2 separate regions of the Triticum aestivum genome follow, and region 1 is linked to region 2. Evidence: chromatin contacts called from public Hi-C data. All regions are on one chromosome and are shown on one strand. The core of a region is the stretch at or near the end of the contact, and the rest is flanking DNA. Distances in the headings are between cores, read along the strand shown. Region 1 holds the start of LOC123182226 (PRA1 family protein A1). Region 2 holds the start of LOC123182222 (microtubule-binding protein TANGLED1).

What was found. Hi-C and Micro-C count contacts between places; a contact is called where the count stands out from the background.
Region 1: a contact with region 2 is called in a Hi-C map of leaf, with 6 times the contacts expected there. The contact joins the promoter of LOC123182226 here to the promoter of LOC123182222 in region 2. A contact is called at or near these places in 2 of 5 Hi-C or Micro-C datasets (both in leaf).

Annotation. Positions count from the first base shown.
Region 1 is chr1D:381,626,871-381,629,722 of IWGSC CS RefSeq v2.1, forward strand. LOC123182226 (PRA1 family protein A1) reads left to right here and starts at 1,466. Exons shown (of 7, transcript XR_006492069.1): 1 at 1,466-1,861; 2 at 2,726-2,766; 3 at 2,847-2,852.
Region 2 is chr1D:381,072,758-381,075,773 of IWGSC CS RefSeq v2.1, forward strand. LOC123182222 (microtubule-binding protein TANGLED1) reads right to left here and starts at 1,509. Exons shown (of 3, transcript XM_044594727.1): 1 at 1,263-1,509; 2 at 1,020-1,162; 3 at 1-918. The coding sequence starts at 1,367. The coding sequence ends at 36.

The DNA of each region.
Region 1 (2,852 bases), core at 216-2,715, 550 kb after region 2:
GATGTCTTGCGAAGAGTGGCATGTGAGTGAGATATGCGGCAAGTGGTGGGACATGTATCAAAAAATTTCTGGAGTAAACCAACCTACAGATGTTGTGATACCCACGCAATTTTTCAATAGTAGGCAGTAAAAAAGTCAAAAACCTAGAAACACCGGTATTGTTATTATTATTATAGTACAATATTAGTATAGCACATGAATATTCTAACTTATTTTTTACTATTGTCATTATAATTTACACAATTTTTTGAAAACTAGTAAAAAGGAAAAAAGATCTAACGTATAAAAAATGGTCGGGATTAGCCGTGTTTATCCTTGTTGCACAAAAATGGGCAGCACTGACCGTATTTCTATCCTAAATGCACATGAAGCGTTATCTACATGGTTAGCTTGGCAAGCCATCAATAAAAAAATTGCAATCAATGATAAATGATTCTTGATTGTGACGCTCACTATCTTGTGGCTTGCGCCATAGGTGGGACTGCTCGAGGTCATGGGTTTGATTCACTGTGGTGTGTATTTTTCACACGAATTATCCTTCGTATCATTTTCCTACGCGTGGGATCGCACAGTCATAGAGATGTAGTGGTGTTTCACCTTTTTTTTTATACCAAATTTAGTACTAATTCAGTTTTTCTTTTGCACACATGTGATGCTTCAGTCACTAACAGTGGGCCAGGTACCACGTTGGCACGCCACCACATAGACGCTTCCTGCGTCTATAAACTGGAGTTGCATCGTATTTGCATCGGGAAACAATTTTAACCGTCAGTTTCATGTATTTTTCAATTTTAAGCACCAGAGTGACCATCCTGTTCAGCCTGATGTATTATCGGTGTATTTGCCCAAAAAAGCAACGCAGAGACCGAGCTCCACATAGCTCTTTTTTTTCAGCGAAAATACTATTTCCACATATTGAAAAAATCTGAAAAAAGTATATACATACATATGTATTAGTATTATACGTGTATAAAATTTTATGAACATATATGTTCTCATGTAGTGTATACGAAAAAGATAAATACACAGATTAAATAGGCTTTATCTTTGTTGTTTTTAGGCCAGATATTTCTCTTTTTTGTGTAGCATGCAAATAATTGAATTACATGATGAAACTTTTTACCTACTTGACGAACATGCATATGTATTTGTATAAAAAATTGATATTTTTTTGAAACTTTTAAGTATATTTTCATTTTATTTTGGCAAAACGGGCTCAATGGAGCCCGGCCTCTGCACCGCCGCACTCTGTATTTGCCTCTCTTTTTTTAAGGAGGAGATAAATATGCTGCTGTCTTTACAGTTGAGAAATATGCTCTTTTTTTTATACGCTTTTTATTAGGGGAAAAGAAACGAGACCTCACTCTGTCGGGCCGACGGATGGTGGCCCAGTAGCATAGCCCAACAGTCCCTTAACGGCTTTCCCAGGCCGGACCAAGGAAAGCACCCAAAAGCGCTCCCAGAGGGCAAACGCATCTCTGCTGTCCTCTGACCTCTCCTCTCCTCCTCCTCTCCGGACACGGCAAAGCTTCCTTCCCAAAATCCCCAAATCGAAGCGAAGCCGAGGAAACTCTCTCCCGCACGACCCAACAGCCCCCGTCCCCGCCGAGACCCGCCGCCCGTCTCACCCGCCCGCCCGCCCGACCGACCGCCAGGTTTCGGTTCGCCCGCTAGCCGAGGCATCGGGGCGGATTGGATCGGCGATGGACTGGAGCGCGGTGACGGCGGAGGACCTGGTGGCCGCGCTGCGGGAGGTGGACTGGTCCACGCCGCCGCGCCCCGTCCCGGAGTTCTTCTCCCGCTTCACCGTCCCCCGCTCCTACTCCAAGTGGACCAGCCGCCTCAAGTGCAACCTCTACTAGTACGACCCGCCTCCTCCCCCCCTCTAACTCGTCTTACCGTCTCCGGCGGCGCATCCGCGATTTGTCTGCCAACCCGGCTGGCCGATACAAGTTTGGGCGAATTCGCCAGGGATTTGTGCTGGCGTGGCGAGGTTTTGAGTGGCTCCACGGGATCTGTGCGTGTTTTGAGTTGATTGGTGAATGGATAGGGTCATCAGTGTTTCCCAGCAATGGAATAGGGTAGGACATATGCGTGTGCTTCAGACTCCTTCTGATAGCCCTTCTGTTAGTGTAGATAAATCTCTCAAGATCTTCAGAATATATTTATCAACAGCGCTAAGAGGTTTGAATAGAGAATTCGATGAGCACAGATGTGCATGTCAATTGTATACTGCGATGTTAGTCGCTAAGAGTGTGCATAGGAGTAGCAGGTAGCTTGGTTCCCATGTAGTTTCACTACTTACGTTGAAGGCATCATGTTGGATATTTCTTGCTGGAATCCTTGGATCTGTGAGATGAGAGCAAGACTTTAATTTTTTTCACTTAAAACATGTGGAATTCAGATTCTAGATGCAAAGCGGTATAAATATGGGCTCGATTCAACTTAGGTGAGCTGGTGAGATGAAAAAAAAGGATAATTATTCTGATAAATATTAACTACTCCCTCCGTCCTAAAATAATTGTCTCAAGCTTATTACAACTTTGTACTAGAGCTAGTGCAAAGTTGAGACACTTATTTTGGGACGGAGGGAGTAGTATGCTTGCCAAAGTAGTATTAATTCATGAAGTTAGCATTGTGGAAGTTTATTTTGAAGACATGGTTTATATGGCTTCGTTTTTGTCATTTGCTGAAGTTCTTTTTTCAACTTCTGTTTGATCTACAGCTACAGGACAAACTATTTCATCTTGATCATGTTCATTCTTGGTAAGCAATGAATGATTTGAAGATTATTTATCTTCCTGCTTTTTGGTTGGTTTTGACATGTTTCCATTTTATATATGAAGGGTTGG
Region 2 (3,016 bases), core at 259-2,758:
CTGAAGATCACCACGATTAAATTGATCGCCTCGCATCAAGATGATATCCTGACAGTCCGCGCCGTCAAGTTGACGATGGGTCGCTGCTTGAGCCCACTCATCATGCTGCCGCCGACGCCGCCGCCGTCGCGGCACCTCAGCGACGACGTCCTCGATTTCATTGGCGAGATGAAGGATAACCTCGCCTTTATTGGTGAAACGAGCCTTGTGGCCAACTTGGACGGCGAGAACGAGCACCGCCGGGTTTTTCCGGACGCCGCCTGTGCTTTCCCTGGCGGCGACACGGCGACGGGTCTTGAATTAGGCAGCAATTTGCCATGGCTTTTCAGCTTGGACCCAAGAGCACTCGGAGGCGTCTTGACCAGGAACTTGTGCGGCGTCTGCGCGGCCTTGACAGGGGACCGAGTCTTGTTCGACCGCTTCTGTTTCTTTGTGGCCGACGGCGAGGCGTACGCGGTGGAGGAGGCGGGAGCGACGAATGTTGGGTTGGGGAACATCACCGTCTTCCTGCCCCAAGGCCGGTTCTTGGGGGACACCCTGTTCGCCGCCGACAGTGACGGGCGGCCGAGTGGCGAGGTGGGCTTGAACTGTATCCGGGAGCGGACGCGCGCGCGCGACGGCGGCGTGCCGGCCTCGGCCCCCGCCGTGCCGCGCTGGCTCTGCTTCTCCTTGGCGCGGCGGGCCCGGAGCGGCGTCTGCTCCGCGGTGGCCTTCCTGGTCCTCGCGACGGGCATCGGGGTCTTGGGCGGATCGGCGACCGCCACGATGTCCCGGGCGAACTGGCTGGCCTGGACGATCTCCAGCACCGTCTCGCCGAGGAGCATCGCCGGCAGCGACATCCGGCGCCACTGGGCCGCGCCCTCGCCGCCGCCGAACTTGCCCTTGGGGGATCCGCTCCGCGCCGGCGTCCCCCTCATCCTGCCAAGACATCAATTCGCGCACCGCAACGTCAGCGAAAGCAGAGATCGAACCATCCCGGTTGGGGCCGGGCGGCAGAGTGGACAGAGAGAGGGACTTGCCTGACGGTCTCCTGCTTGCAGCGGATGCTGGTGCGGAGGTAGCCGCGGGTGCTGCGCGGGCTGAGGCTGACCCCGGAGACGACCTTGGCGCCGCCGGCCACCGTGTACTGCAGCTCCTGCAGCCGGGCCATGCACCGGTCCATCTGCTTGCGCGCGCGCCCCCAAACCCATCAAATCCATCAAGACCCGTGCCACAACCTCTCCCCAAAACTTGATGAAATCGAGATCCTGCATGCTCCTTACCTTCTTGAGGGTCTCCCTGACGAGGGCGGGGTTGAGCGCGGCGGCGGCGGCGGCGGCGGCCGCCGTCTGCCGGTCCGGCTTGGCGTTGGGGCTCCTGGCGACCATGGTGGTCGTGCGGCGGTTGCTGCCTGGCCTGGGCGGTGAGCGAGGGGGCTGATGATGAGCAGCAGGTGCGGGTTTGTAGAGAGCAGAGACGGACGACTGGTAACGGTCGCCCCGGCCCAACGGCTAGTTCGCTCTTGGAGTCTCGGGGGAAGTAACTGAGGGGGGGACGGAACTTTCTTGAGCGGCACAGCTGGGTCGCGTAATAAGCGCAGCGGGGCCCACCCTACCGTGTACATACGGAAATTTTGCCACGTGATGGGAATTGATATCTGGCCGGGCCAGCTAATAAGTGTACGCATTCCAAATAAAGGCAGTGAAAAATATGGTTGGGATTTCAATTTTGCACAGGGGCCGGGCCAGCTGATTTTGCAGCGAAAAATAAATTATTGGAAATAATGTGGTTGGGATTTCAATTTCGCCAAGGACTGTGCCGTTTTCTTCTTCTTTCAAGTTTGCCAAAGATTGCGGCTGTTAAGGTTTGGCAAGAAATGTTTGATACAGTCTGAATTACTCCCTTCGTAAAAAAATATAAAAGTGTGGGTCGGGCTCTTATAATGTTTTAGAGAGCTGTTATACGTACGACAGAAATTCTTACGATTTTTGTACGACCAGACTCATCTCATGGTGTGGGCCCAAACCTCGGAAAACATGCCTGTGTCTTGTCGTATGAAAATCGTATGAAAAATCATCGTACGCTAGGCAGTTTCGAATGTTTTATAGAGGGAGTACCAATCATCATGTGATTAACTAATCTTGCACAATTTTACATCCATCTTAAATACTGTGGTCACTAAATCGACTGGTTTGTGTGTATGGGTCGGCCTAGCAATCAGGTTTCTGGTTAGCGCGTTCGCTCACATGGGTTGTTGTAGCGAATGCCCGCTCGGGCATTGTATAGTGTTTTTTTCAGACCAACTGGCTTGGCTTTTACTATTTTTTTCCTTTTCTTTCTTTTGCTGTGTTTTCATTTACGGCTTTCACTATTTTTAATTTTTTTCTATTTTAGTTTTATACTAGTTTTAATTTTATTTTATTTTGGTTTTCTGCGTTTCTTGGTACTCCTTGGGTTTCTAGTTTATCAGTTTTTGTATTTTTTTTATTTCAATACATGTCAGCATTTTCTTCATACACATTGTACAGTTTATACATATGTAATATTTTTCAAATACATGATAACATATTTTCAAATATATGTTTTGATGTCTACTTCAAAAATAAATAAGTGATGCACATTATTTGAAATACATGTTTTGATGTCTATTTTTTTCAAATGCATCGTACACTTTTGGTATATATCTAATTTATTTATATAGTTTTGGTATTATTTTCATACACATGATAATTATTATTTTCAAATAAATGTTTCTTTTTTTTAATGTGTCAAACCATTTTCCGAATGCATGATGAAATATTTTAAAATACACATATTTTTGATATGTGTGATTTTTTTAAAAATATAAAATGCATTTTTCTGAATGCTACAAAATATATGTTTTCTAACTAATTTTTTTAAAATTGGATCAATATTTTAATAAATTGACAGAAAATATTGAAACACGTGCGAATTTTTTAAAAGTCAATTTTTTTTATTGACTCTGATCAGCATTATGTTTATTAAGCTATATTTTTACACAGAGTTTAAAAAAAAT